Linked DNA regions of Sus scrofa: region 1 is linked to region 2. The links are chromatin contacts, called in public Hi-C maps. All regions are on one chromosome and are shown on one strand. Each heading gives the region's core, a stretch centred on a gene start, on an enhancer-like site or on the middle of the called end of the contact. The rest is flanking DNA. Distances are from core to core; before and after follow the strand shown.

The links. A called contact is a pair of places that touch in the nucleus more often than the background predicts.
Region 1: a contact with region 2 is called in a Hi-C map of undifferentiated spermatogonia, with 2.0 times the contacts expected there. The contact joins the enhancer-like site here to the promoter of RFESD in region 2. A contact is called at or near these places in 16 of 47 Hi-C or Micro-C datasets (blood, brain, embryonic fibroblasts and 9 more) and 2 of 2 datasets of contacts at active chromatin or transcription factors (alveolar macrophages and skeletal muscle).

Annotation. Positions count from the first base shown.
Region 1 is chr2:102,465,138-102,472,181 of Sscrofa11.1, reverse strand. No RefSeq gene overlaps it. Among named protein-coding and RNA genes, the nearest start is that of GLRX, 31 kb to the right of the region's middle. Within about 2 kb of position 2,916, at least 16 of the 83 cell types and tissues checked have an H3K27ac peak or open chromatin away from gene starts, as enhancers often do. A contact at or near this core is called in alveolar macrophages, fetal liver and undifferentiated spermatogonia, where this site is marked.
Region 2 is chr2:102,241,791-102,249,152 of Sscrofa11.1, reverse strand. It overlaps RFESD (Rieske domain-containing protein), which reads right to left and starts at 5,365. Exons shown (of 4, transcript XM_003123769.5): 1 at 5,230-5,365.

The DNA of each region.
Region 1 (7,044 bases), core at 1,667-4,166, 230 kb before region 2:
CACTGAGCCACGACAGGAACTCCCTAGAGTTCTTTGGTTTGTTTGTTTCTTTTGCTTTTTAGGGCTGCACGTGTGGGCATATGGAAGTTCCCAGGCTAGGGGTCAAATTGGAGCTGCATCCGCCGGCCACAGCCACAGCAATGCAGGATCCAGCCGTGTCTGTGACCTACACCACAGCTCACAGCAATACAGGATACTTCGCCCACTGAGCAAGGCCAAGGATCAAACCTGCATCCTTACGGATACTAGTCGGGTTTGCTACCACTGAGCCACAACAGGAACTCCCAAAGTTCTTTTTTTTTTTTCCCCCACACTTACAGCATGCAGAAGTTCCCAGGCCAGGGACTAAACCCATGCCACAGCAGTGACCAAGCCACAGTAGTGACAATGCTAGATCCTTAACCACTAGGCCACTAGGGAACTCCCTTAATTAGAATTCTTAACCTTTAAAAAACCTTAGTTTCTAGTGAAAACTGAGAAGTAAGCAATTACAATCTGTCATACCAGCATTTTTAGATTGGAAAGCTTAATTTCTTTAACCTAATTTCTTTCTTCAGTGGGAAATGTCCAAGGAACACAAACATCTTTAGTTTTTCTTGCGTAAGACAAAAGTATTTTTTAAATTATCGTTAATTTACAGTGTTATGTCAATTTCTACTGCATGGCATAGCAACCCAGGCAAACGTATATATACATCCTTTCTCTCATCTTCCATCAGAGTTCCCATTGTGGTACAGCAGCAACAAATCCAACTAGTATCCATGAGGATGCAGGGTCGAACCCTGGCCTCGATCAGTGGGTCGGGGATCCAGAGTTGCCATGAGCTGCAGTGTAGGTTGCAGTCAGCTCGGATCCCATGTTGCTGTGGCTATGGTATAGATTTGCAGCTACACCTCGGATTCAACCCCGAGCCTGGGAACTTTCATATGCTGCAGGTGCTGCCCTAAAAGAAAAAGGTAACTATTTAATAGTCTCTTCAGAGTGGAAAGGGATGTCAGTCTTACACTTTTGTTTGTTTCTTTTAGGTACCTTCTGTATCACTATTATTTCATTAGCCTTCAAATCTTTCACTGAGGCTCTTTTGGAGTTTTGAAGATTTGGGGGGGCCTTTGCACGCCAATTACAATGGGTACAATATTTAAGATGACAGCTCTCTAAAATTTCAACCATTCAGAAGACTTTCCAATTCAAAGGGTCTCAGATGCTGGCCCTACAAACATTTTCTTCTGCTACTTTAATTTTACCTCTCTTGTTTCTGGTAGACCCTGCAGGCAGAGATCCCAGACACTAACATGGTAAGAAATTACCTTCTGTAGCTTTCTTTGTGCACACAAAAATAAGTTTTGGAGTGCCAGAAGAACCCCATCTTGGCCATTTTGGGGCAGGATTTCCTTTAATTCCCAATTAAGTACCTGAAAGCATGCATAAACCCAGCTGGTGTCCCCGTAGGTATCTGTCTGTCCAGGGGCTGTTTGGTCTTTGAGGCACAATTTCCCACTATCAAATTGGTGGTCTAAGTCAGATATGAGATTCGATCTGAACAACTTTCTGAGGGCAGCGTGCTGGAGCAGATGGGTGCTGCTTCTGTGTCTAGCTCCCCAAGGAGTTACCCTTGGATCGGTTAGATTCTTCTACGTGTCCTGGTTTCTCCCTATGACAGTCTAAAAATGCTCTGAGTGCTTGGAGCACGAGATGATCTGCCTTTAAATTGTACCACCCCAGAAAAGCAGTATTTATATAATGGTTTTTGTGGAGTTCCCCTGCAGGGCAACTATATGTCATGAGGATTGATCCTCAGACACTTCCGATAGGTTCTAAGTTACCTGAGAACACTCTGTGACTGGAAGGGGCAAATGTTCCTTGTTCTTCAGAGTTGAATAATTCAGTCATTTTACTAGCAAAAGTTCTCTTCAGATCAAATATATATACCTTCTAATGTGTTTCTCATAAATTGAAGCAGTCTACATTCAACATCCTACATCTTATAGCTCTTAGTTCTAAATATAAGCCCATTTCTTTTTAATAGTTACATGGTATATTATTTCTGGATGTACCAACTTTTTAAAAATAGAAACTTAAATGGGATGGAGAACTTACAGATTTTCCCCAATCTCATACATTTATAGCACTCTATAATAAGAGCTAGTGTTCGTTACAGTGACACAGGCGTGTCTTTGGGATTATTTTTAAAACGCTAAAAATTATGTTCGGTATAATTTTTTTTTTTAGGGCCGCACCCACGGCTTATGGAAGTTTCCAGGCTAGGGGTTGAATCAGAGCTGCAGCTGCCAGCCAACACCACAGACACAGCAACACCAGATCTGAGTCTCCTCTTTCACCTACACCACAGCTCACTGCAATGCCGGATCCTTAACCCACTGAGCCAGGCCAGGGATTAAACCAGCATCCTTGTGGTTCCTAGTCGAGTTGATTTCCACTGAGCCACAACAGGAACTCCTATGTTCAGCATAATTTTGCTTTAAAGTACATTTTCTTTTTCTTTCTTTCTTGCTTTTTTTTTTTTTTTTTTTTTTTTTGGTGTGTGTGTTTTTGCCTTTTCTAGGGCCGCACCCTCAGCATATGAAGGTTCCCAAGCTAGGGGTCTAATCGGAGCTGTAGCCGCCAGCCTATGCCACAGCCACAGCAACACCAGATCCCAGCCGCATCTGCGACTTACACCACAGCTCACCGCTCACGGCAACGCCGGATCCTTTGAGGCCAGGGATCGAACCCGCAACCTCATGGTTCCTAGTCGGATTCATGAACCACTGAGCCACGATGGGAACTCCTAAAGCATATTTTCAATGACATTGTTCATGGAGATCAAAAGTCCCTGAAAGCTATCTTACTACGCACCCATGGGAAAGATTCCTTTTTTGTTCACGACATGCACTATTCTTTTCTGCCACTAGGTGGTGATCCTCAGACACCTATTCCCTACAAGGTCCTTAGGCCACACGCTGGGTCAGGCCAGTGTTGAATGAAAGAGCACTGTGTGAAGTCTGTTTCTGAGTCCAGTAGTTTACACAGAACCACAGAATAAGGATGACAATTGTAAAGCAGTCTACTCAGGAAAGCAGTGCTAAGGAAATGACTAAGGCAGGTGGGGTACTAGTGATAGGTCCAGTCTTTTCCTCCTGGATCTTCAATGGTTACTTACTCCCCCACCCAGGAAGGCTAAAAGGTGAGACTAGGACCCAGCTCACTACCACAGCCTGGCTAATGTGTGCACTGGGGCAAGATCTGGGAGGAGGACCCAAGTGGGGGTCTTAGGTCTGCGCTGGCCCTGTTCCACCCTGGCATGTGCCCTGTGATGACACCAGACTTCCCCAGTCTGTGAACAATGCACACCTGGAGTTCTTTCAGTTATGTTCAACTTCCCAAATAAGTTTTGAGTCCCTTCCCGAAAGAAAGACATGAACATGCCACCTTCAAAGGAAGATAAGTCTCCCTATCTAGGTCAGTTTAAAAACATGGGCCACAGCGTGTGATCAACTCCCAAATGCCACAGTGCCACAGAAGAAGAAGCAACCTGTGTGGGCCAAGGCACTAGAAAGGTTTCACCTCAGAGATGGCACTTAGAATGAAAGCTGCTTGGAGGGAGAGGGGCCTTGGTGAACACGTGGGCATTTCACAAGTCCCTCAGAGTCCTAGGGGTTTGGGGAGAACCCTTGGGTGCCCCCTGGAGGCTGAACTAGGAGGAGTCCCAGCCCCCGACTCCAACCTCAGCTCCAGTTCAGTGGCGTTCTATACATGCTCTGTTGGAGGGAAGCATCCTACTGCTTTTTTTCTTTTTTCTTTTTCTTTTTTCAGTTGGAACCACTGATCTAGTCCAAACTGCTCATGGTGCAGATAAGAACACTGAAGCACCCTCGGGACTTTCCCAGAGTCGTACATGGTGGGAACACTTTGGACAGGCTGAAGAGGGAGAACAGGGTGTCCAGGTGGGAACCAGAAAGAAAGAACCACTTCCCTCCTGACCCACAAGTGAGAGAAGCATGTCTGTCAAACCATGTGAAACTAAAGGCAGTTTGTATTTGCCTCTCAGGTTCAATGAAGGCACACATCTTCTCTTACCAGAGACATAGACATGGAGCCTCAGATGCAACACTCAACACGACGAAGCCCCAAACTATAGAAGCTGAAAAGTAATTGAATCCTCATTTCCATCATCCAGGTAATTATTTTTTCTTTTCCATCTTTTCACTTACAGTGTTAGAGCTATTTGTAACACTGTCAAAAATGCAGTGAAGGTTAGAAACAGCAAGGGAAGAAGGCAGAGACGGAAGCAATGAGACCTCAAGCAGGTTTATAGACCAAGAGAGTGGCCAGGAGAACTGAGCAGAGAGAACTCAGTCTCCTTTCCCTCCCCTCCCCCTTATCCTCCCTCCCCTCCCCCTTATCTCCCCTCCCCTCTCTATCTCCCCTCCCCTCCCCCTTATCCTCCTTCCCCTCTCCCTTATCCCTCCTTCCCTCCCCTCTTTATCTCCCCTCCCTCCCCTTTATCCTCCCTCCCCTCCTCCTTATCTCCCCTCCCCCCCAGCTTAGGGAGCAGCTAGTTATATAGAGAAAGGGATAGTTTCTATTTTTACCAGATTCTGTTTTTAGCACAGGTTGGTGGGAGAGGGGAAAAATACAAGTTATGTTGTTGGAATTTAACAGTTTCTCTAGCTATTCTTGTCTTGCAGCTCTGCATTTCATTTTGTAGGGTTACCACTTAACAGGAGGTAGCACCCCCTCCAGGGGGTTATATCACTGGCTCTGTACCAGGCTTGGCAGAGGATACATGGGTAGAGGTTTAATGAAAAAAAGTCAAATAGCTACTCTCTCACCAACTTCTGTTTCTCCTTATTTTACAAAATGTGGAATTACCTTCAGACCAGTTTCAAAAGCTTGAGTCAAGATTAGAGTTGGAAAACCAAGGTTCAGCATGAAAAGATTAACTCTTAAAAAGTGAGGAGAAATCTTTAAACCAGGTCTGAAGAAAGACGATGCTGCTTTTCTACTCCACTGGTGAAGAGAAAACAGAAGATGCCCATTCAGTTTAACTGCTCTAGTTAGGTGAAAGAAACCCACCTCAAACCAATTTAGGCAAGAAGTGAATTTACAAGCTCAGGCAGTGGAAAAATGCAGGGGCAGATACATTCAACCAGAGGCAGGGGCTCAAGTGGTGTCATCAGGCATTTCTTTCTCCCTCTCTTGTCTCCACTTTATTCTGCTCCATCCTCAGTCAGGGTCTCCTGGTGGGAAAGCAGAACTCCAGCAGGTGCAGGCATGCAAACGTAAACCCCTTAAGAAGAGAGCACTGGAGTTCCTGTCATGGTGCAGTGGTTAACGAATCCGACTAGGAACCATGAGGTTGCGGGTTCTGTCCCTGCCCTTGCTCAGTGGATTAATGATCCGGGGTTGCCATGAGCTGTGGTGTAGGTTGCAGACAAGGCTCGGATCCTGTGTTGCTGTGGCTCTGGTATAGGCCGATGGCTACAGCTCCGATTCGACCCCTAGCCTGGGAACCTCCATATGCCGCGAGAGCGGCCCAAGAAATGGCAAAAAGACAAAAAAAAAAAAAAAAAAAAAAAAAAGAGAGAGAGAGAGAGAGAGAGCACCTGTGCTCCCATTGTGCCACGTATCAGGAGGTGCATCTCACTGGCTTGGATTGTATCATGTGCCCCTCCTTGAATACACTGGCTTGATTCTGACGGGTCAGCTTCTGTTACATGACCACCCTGGCATTGGGAATTAAGAACTAACCAGAGGTCACATCCAGCTAGAATTGAGTCTTAAAAGATGGAACCCAAATCAAGAGCAGAGGAGGGAGTTTTCCCCAACATAAAAGTTTCTTTACTGGAAGGAGGGAGTTTGTTGAGCTGGCAGAAACCACAGCTGTGTTCTCCCTCCATCCTCCCAGCTCCGCTGCTCTCTATGCTGATCGGATGATGTACACTTGATGCCTTTGGTGGGCTTGGAAGCAGTTTAATAATAGAAGCTATTAGCCAAGCCAGCCTGCCAATTCAGTTATCTGTTCATTAAGTTAATGTTTATTTGCAGTAAGCCACAAACTTGGACCCAGCACAGGAAGGGAGTGTTACTGAGTCCACTGGCTCCCGGGAGTCACTGTGTTAGGAAGAACCACAGGCTTCCAGCCAGCCAAGCCCCCAGGGCCATATTTTGAGCCTGGTCTGGTTGCAACCACTTCTGCCTTCCTTCAGGCCCCAGGATACCAGCCTTTTTTGTTTTTATGTCTACTCTGTTTCTTGGGAGTTTCTCTGTTCCTAACTTTGACCCGCGGACATCTTTGAAAAAACAGAAACAAGATTTTCAGAGTTCTCTTGTGGCTCATTGGTAATGAACCCGACTAGTAGTCATGAGGACATGGATTGGATCCCTGGCCCTGCGCAGTGGGTTAAGGATCCAGTGTTACCGTGAGCTGCAGCGTATGTCGCAGATGCAGCTTGAATCTGGCATGGCTGCGGCTGTGGTGTAGGCCTTCAGCTGTAGCTCTGATCTGACTCCTAGTCTGGGAACCTCCATATGCTGTGGGAGTGGCCCTAAAAAGCAAAAAAAAAAAAAAAAAGAAAGAAAGAAAAAGAAAGTCTTATGGTTTTCTTATGATCATTATTCCTGGTCATCACCCTTTTCAGGTTCCTCATCTTAGGGATTTCCTGAGCCTTCTTATATTTCTACCTCCTCTTTCCTTCATAAAGTCAGATGCCCAGTATCTCTCTCCCACTCCTGTGTATTAGCAGTACCAGCTACCACTAAAAGCCAGAGCACTTTACTCGGGGCCAGACACCACGGAGAATACTTCCGGACAGAAGTTCCTGTAACCTTCCCCCCTCCTCTGAGGGAACTTTCAATAGCATCCAGTCTAATACTATCCATCAAAGAGGAAACTCAGGCCAGGAGAGACAGTCACTTGCCTGAATTCACCTGGCCAGTCAGTGGCAGCCGAGGGATTGGAAGCAGGTCTTCCTGACCCTGGAGCCCTGCTCTCAAACTCCACACACTGTCCCCTGTGGACCTCTGCTTCAGGAAGTCTTTTTT
Region 2 (7,362 bases), core at 4,116-6,615:
TCTAAATATTTATTTGATGACTGATTGGAAGTTGGAAAATGTTAGGGGGAAAAGAGCATGGCTGGCTCAATTAGCTTTTTTTTAAATTGAGGTTTAATTGATGCACAACATTATATTAGTTTAAGGTTAAATATCAATAATGCTTTGATATTTATATTGAAATGATCACAATAATAAATTTAGTTAACATCCGTCAGCATACATAATTACAGATTTTTTTTCTCCTTGTGGTGAGAACTTTTAAGATTTCTCTTATCAACCTTCAAATAAAGACTCATTTTAGAAGTTTATAAAATGGAGAAATTATTTAAAAGTAGAATATGTCAGCGTATTAGGAATGAGCTTTATTTTTGTTGTGAGCCTCATGGGAAGTCTGAGGAATGAGCTTTATTTTTATTATTTTTTTATGATTATTTTTTCCATTATAGCTGATTTACAGTGTTCTGTCACTTTTCTATTGCACAGCAAGGTGACCCAGTCACACATACATGTATACCTTCTTTTTTCTCACATTACCATGAGGAATGAGCTTTAAAAGAAGAAATTCATAGGCTGCTGTTTGAGAAGGGTAGTTTTTTTTGTTTTGTTTTTTCCTTTTGACCATGCCTGCAGCATGTGAAAGTTCATAGACCAGGAATCAGACCTGTGCCACAGAAGTGACTTGAGCCACAGCAGTGACAATGCCCAATCCTTGACCCACTGTGCCACCAGGGAACTCTGAGAAGGGTAGTTTTGAGCCGTAAGGATGATAGATCCTAGATATTATATAATCCTGGGCTTTAATATACTGAGGTGTAGGATGAAGGATGTTAGTGTGTGTGCATATGTGTGTTGATGAGAAAAAGCAGAAACTTTGAATTCAATGTATAAAGGAAAGCGTTATACAAATCAAGTTTAGGAAATTATAGCGGTGTTGAATTTGTATTTTGAAGTTTGTATTGTTTTCCCTTGCTCTAACCTACTTTTTAAAAGGATGGAAGAAATCACACATGTGCTATTTTTAAATTATTTCACAATAAAAAAGGAAGAATACAGTCTTTAAGAAAAGGCAAAGAGGACCGTTGTCATGATTTCTCTGGATTAGTTATGGCTGACTATAGGCTGGACTACAACATCTCTAAACAGTTATGTAGTTTTACTTGATTTTGGCAGGTACCCAAAGTACACAAATTAGTCAGGTGGTAATATTTACCTCCTTAGTGTTGTATGTGCAGGCATTAATGCATTTTGTGGCAGAACAGACAGAGGCAATAATGATAAGACAAATGAGAACAGACAGACTGGATAAGGAGGAGAAAGAGGCTAAAGAGAAAGAAAAATGTGGAATATACAGCACATGTAACAAAGGATGAAGATTTAGAATATATGAAGAACTATCAACTAGTAAGAAAATGCCAAATAACTGTTAAAAAGTGGGCAAAAGACATGAACAGATATTTCACAGATGAAATTTGAATGGTCGGTAATCACATGTAAAGATGCTCAACCTCATTAGTAGGAAAATGTAAAAGAAATGTAAATCATAGTCACAAGAAGATACTATTTTCTACCCAGCAGACTGGCAAACAATTATAACAAGTATTGGTGAGGATAATGGAACAACGGATAGAAATGATCTCAATTCGAGTTACACCAGTTTGGCATTACCTAGTAAATCTGAATATATTTATGACCCAGTAATCCCACTTCAGGTATATTCCAGAGAGGTGTGCACAAGAATGGTTATAACAGCAAAAGACAGGAAACAACTCAAAACCCATCAACAGAAGAACAGGTGATTTTTATATTCATTCAACACAGTGCTGTGTAGCAGTGAAACGTGGCTATATCAGGTTGGATAAATTTAAAGAATGAAACATTATTTTTAATTTTTTGCTTTTTAGGGCCACACCTGTGGCATATGGAGGTTCCCAGGCTAAGGGTCGAATCGGAGCTGTAGCCACCGGCCTACACCACAGCCATACCAACACCAGATCTGAGCCGCATCTGCAACCTACACCACAGTTCATGGCAACGGGCAACGCTGGATCCTTAACCCCCTGAGTAAGGCCAGGGATCGAACCTGCATCCTCATGGATGCTAGTCAGATTTGTTTCCGATGAGCCACGATGGGAACTCCAAGAATCAAATTTTAAGTGAAAACAATTTTAAGAATTCAGAGTAAGTTTCCACTTTTATCAAATGCGATGTGCAAAAACAGGCAAAACCAAACAATATATTATTCATGGATAAATGTATATAGGTCATACTTACCAAGAAAATGGGATAGTAAACAAACTTCCTTAAATATCAGCATATTACAGTTACTCTTCTATTTAAAATTACTATTTTTCAATATTTAAATTGCATCCTACTTTATGTAGCAAATGGTCCAAAATCTGAGAAAGGGGATTAAATGGTACCTTCTATCAGAAAATGTGCCTGTACACAGATCATGGATGGCCTATTTGAAGTTTTTGTACAGTTTATTTCAAAACTTGCCACTAGAAGAGGAAATAAGTGAATAGTTCTATTTCAGGCAAAAACTAGAAACTGGCATCAAGCAAATAACAAAATACATGACATGTGAAGTAGCATCAGAAGTTAGGTTCTACCCAACTCCCAAATAAATGAGAACCAAACATTACCTTCCTCAAGTTTCAATCTCTTAGAACATAGAGTCTTTTCAGGTTTTTCCCCCAACCAAGGAAAACTGTAGAGAACTTTGCAGGGGCTGATAAGTAATAAGCAGAGAAGGCTGGGGCTAAATGATAAAGGTTTCAGAGAAATATGATTAGTCTTGCATTTTGCTTAGGTAAGTATTACCTCATCCTTCAAATAATTGTTCCCTCTATTCATCATAAATGGTTCTATTTACGTCATTGGGTGACTCTTTATAATTAACACCCATATTATTAATAAAATATTGTGGCTATCACAGTTCATTCAGACCAATAGGAGTCAGTGTGTTCACTTTAATCACTGATTTTTTGATGCACTATTCACATGCTCCCAAAATTTCCTTTATTTTGAGTCACCTTTAAGACACGAGAATATTAACAGAATAACAAGAAAGTGAAAATTAAACAGCTTATTCCAGTTTGGGAGCTAAATGAAGAAAACTTCCTTCTGAAAAGTTGAGCCTTTTTTTTTTTTTTTTTTTTTTTGCTTTTTATGGCTGCTCCCATGGCATGTGGAGGTCCCAGGCTAGGGGTCCAATTGGAGCTACAGCTACCAGCCTACACCAGAGTTACAGCAACACCAGATCCAAGCCGCATCTGCTACCTACACCACAGCTCACGGCAACGCCAGATCTTTAACCTACTGAACGAAGCCAGGGATTGAATCCGCAACCTCATGGTTCCTAGTCGGATTTGTTTCCACTGCGCCACGACGGGAACTCCAAGTTGAACCATTTTGCTCCACGGTTCTCTTCAAGAAATATTTTTTGGACTGTCCCTAAAATTAGGTTTCTAAAAATGCTAACACCACATAAAATTACAGATTAGATAAATGGATCCTTTGTCTCTCTTAGATACCTTTCCAGCATTGGGAATCTACTCAGGTTGAATTTTTAAAAAAGCATATGGTTCTATAAGACAGTGGGTATGAAAGAAGCATGAAAGTAAAGGAAATTATTCTTGAGCACAAGAGCACTGAGGCGTTTTTACTAAGTTTGCGGACTTGGCCTACACGTTATTAGAATACAAAGCTCCAGAATGACACCCTTGCTTTTAGGTTCAGAGAAGAGAAATTAGTTTTATAACTTTTTGGATGGCAGAATAATAATAGATATAAAAAGCATATCTTCGCATATATGAATTCATTAATACTCAAAAATACCAAGGGGTAGGTATTATACCTATTTTCCAGAGGAGGAAACTAAGGCTACAGGATCTTCCTTAACAAAAGCTTGCCCAGATTCACAAAATAGCAGTTAAGAATCAAACTGAGATCTTGAGTGTAAACTTTGTGAGCATTGATATATAAATATTAACATTTCATCTAAGCATCCACAGATTTATAAAAATAGGTGGTCTTCTAGTAAACTTCTAGCAAAGTAAATGTGTGTGTATACACCATGTGTGTGTGTGTGTATCTCCAAAGATGATTTTCATGAAAATTTTTGCTGTTTGCACCTGTGGCATATGGATGTTCTTGGGTTAGGGGTGGAATCAGAGCTGAAGCTGCAGGCCTACATCACAGCAACACCAGATCCTGAGGGCATCTTCAACTCAAACCACAGCTTGTCACAACTCTGGATCCTTAGTCCCCTGAGTGCAGAGGGGGATGGAGCCCGGATCCTCACCGAGACTATGTCAGGTTCTTAATCTGCTGATCCACAACGGCAACTACTACTGAATTTTTAAAAATTTAGGCACAATAATGTACAAGAGTTGTGTCAACGAATGTTTAAAACAATACTTCCCTAATAATTTAATAAAATCACTTAGTCACTCTGGAGGCCAATACTGTCCTCTGTGATATTAGAGATCTGTGAGCACCAGGTGAGTTCACCTGGGTTTGAATCCTGGCTCTGCCATGACTTGAGGGAAGTCAGTGTTGCTGCAGTTTGCCAGCTCTAAGAAAGCCCTGCACATAGGGCGGTGGTGAGGGGTATATATATGCCTGACCACAGTCAGGTGGCTCGAGTAGGGCTTAAGTATGAGAAACGCTACCATCATGTAGAGATAATCGCTAAGGTCCTGCCCACCGTGCTAGCCAGTGGGCAATGACCTCAAGCTGTGTTTAACATTTTAGCAAAGACAGCATGCAGCTGTCAGATGGAGCTGTGGTCAACAAACACAGAGCACCAGCGTGGCTGTCCAGATGTGCTGGATGGCTCCATCTACAGACTTCTGGAGATAGATATCTAGGACCGCTGGGCCGCAGAAACCCTTGGGCAGTTATTAAGCGTTGGAGGTTACAAATGCCAGGAAAGCTTGTTTTAAAACGCCCGGCCAGCCCCACTGAGGCGGCAGGTCCGGGCTACAGCCCAGTAAACCTTTGTGGTGAACAAGCATGATGGGTTTGCAGTGTGGGGCGGAAGCCTGCCCTGGGCGTTAATGGTTAAGGGACTTGGGGTCCACAGCGGAAGAACCGCGGCGCTCAGCAAAGCCTTGGAGCAAATGCCAAACGACAGTCTCCTTCGCCGCTTCAGGTTGCCGCCGCCGGAAGGGAAGCAGCGAGCCTTGCAAGCCCGGCCCGGCCCGGCCGGCAGCCTAACCCCCAGGCCGGGACAGAACTTACCTTCCTCAAATCCCGCGCTCCACCTCCGTGTGACCCGGTCGCTGCGTCGCCGCGGAAGGCTATTGCAGGAGCCAGCGACCGGAATACGGCTCAAAGCTCCGAGGGGCGGGGCGAAGCCGCTCACGTGACTGAGCATGCTCTTCCCCCAGGGCCTCCGTGGCCTTACTGGCCATTGGATGATTCCCACCCGACAGATGCCGCTGGCCAACCGTGCTCGCACGCCAGGACTTGGAACTGACAGTCTTAATCCTATGTTTGACAAACCTCGGTGCCACCAATTTATTTTTTTCTTTTTACCACCACACTTGTGTCCTGTGCAGGTTCTCCTGCTAGGGGTGGAATTGAGGCTGCATTTGCTTATGCCCGAACAAAAACGGATCTGAGCTGCATCCGTCTATGCCGCCTAGGCTTGTGGCAATGCCGGATCCTTAACCCACTGAGCGAGGCCAGGGACCTAACCTCTTCCCCACAGACACTATGTGGATTTTTAACCTGCTGAGCCATAAGGGGAACTCCCGTCAGTTAATTTTTAAATGTTTGTTGAGCTCACCACATTTATCCAGATTTTAAACACCACTGGGGCTCTCACTTCTAGGAATTTACCTTTTAAAAATATTTGCGGAAGTTCCTCACAGTTGCATGTAATCTAAGTTCAGAGATATTTATTTCAAGGAAAAATGACAGTAGCGCTAATGATCAACAGGGAAGTGGTTAAACAAAAAAGAATTAGACATGTGAATTACTTTGCAGCCACATACTCAAGAGCAGATTTCAAGATATGGATGAATTTGTTAAAAAGCAGAGTATGGAATAGTATGTGTGGTGTGCTTTCTTTATAGTAAATAAAAGTTATTTCTCAAGATACTAATGTGTAGATATGTACATTTAAAAAAATATGGTTACTTTAGGGGAGATAGGTTTTCACTTTTGTATTTTGAACTTTGCAACTTGGGTTTTTCTCTGAATTTTTTAAAAAAGAAAAAACCCACAAACCACGCACCTCATATTCGCATCCAAAGTTGGAAGCTATGTGAGTGTGATAGCGTTTTTTTGTTTGTTTTTCCTTTTTTCTTTTTTTTTTTACAGTTTCCTTGGCTGTCTTCTAAGCAGTGATCCTTAACTTTGGTCACACTTTAATCACCCGGGAGTCATGATGAACAGACCAATAAGATAACTCTCTAGGGGTTGGTAGGAGGAGGGGGAATCAACATATTTTTTCTAACTTTCCCAGTAAATTCTAGTGTGACCTCAAGGTTGAAAAACTAGTCTATATTTAATACAATGACACACTGATCTGAGGTCCTAGAGAGGACCAGTGGGCTTGGGGCAGCTGAAACCCCAGAGCCTTCTTCATTTACCTCAGTATGTCATGTAAATGCTGTAAGCCAAAACATGTAAAAGATTGAGAAGCTCAGAATAATGGATTTGATTCCAATTTTATTTCTATTCTGCCCAGTATAGTTTTAATGTGATAGTAATATTTTATGGGATAATTTCACTTTTGACCATTTGTTCCACTGATCCAAGCACAAATTAACCATCTAGTTTTGATAAATTGCTTTACTAAAGTGATAATAAAATACATTTGATTTATTATCATTTACAATACCCATTAGCCATCCCAAATTATTTTATTGGCACATGGAGCATGTTAGCAGTACTCAGCTTGTATCATTGAAAGAATAAGTAAGGTTTGCCGTTTTTTAATGAGTATTACTTCTTTTTTGCTTTGGCATAAACCAGGCATTAAAGTAAGACACATCTTAGATCCACTGACCTTAAATCTAATTTTTGAATGGATTGAATACCTCAGTTGATATGCACTCATATGTGCATAAGATGAATGAGAGAGAAACGCACAACTTTCTTTTATCTCTACCTAAAGTATTGATGTGGTTAGTTATGGGAAAGTATGACTTGAAAGCTGTAGTGGGATGCAGAATAAACTACCTCTCTCACTTCTGAGACGCAAACGTATGTGCACAGCCTAGCTGGCACAGGTGCATGAGTTAATGACAGGAACCCATAATGCCCATCTGAAAGTTGTTACAGTTCGGGATAAAATTTATGATTCCTACTGTCATTTCCCTTTTCTTTCTTTTTCTCCCTTCCTCCTTTCCTTCATCTCTCTCC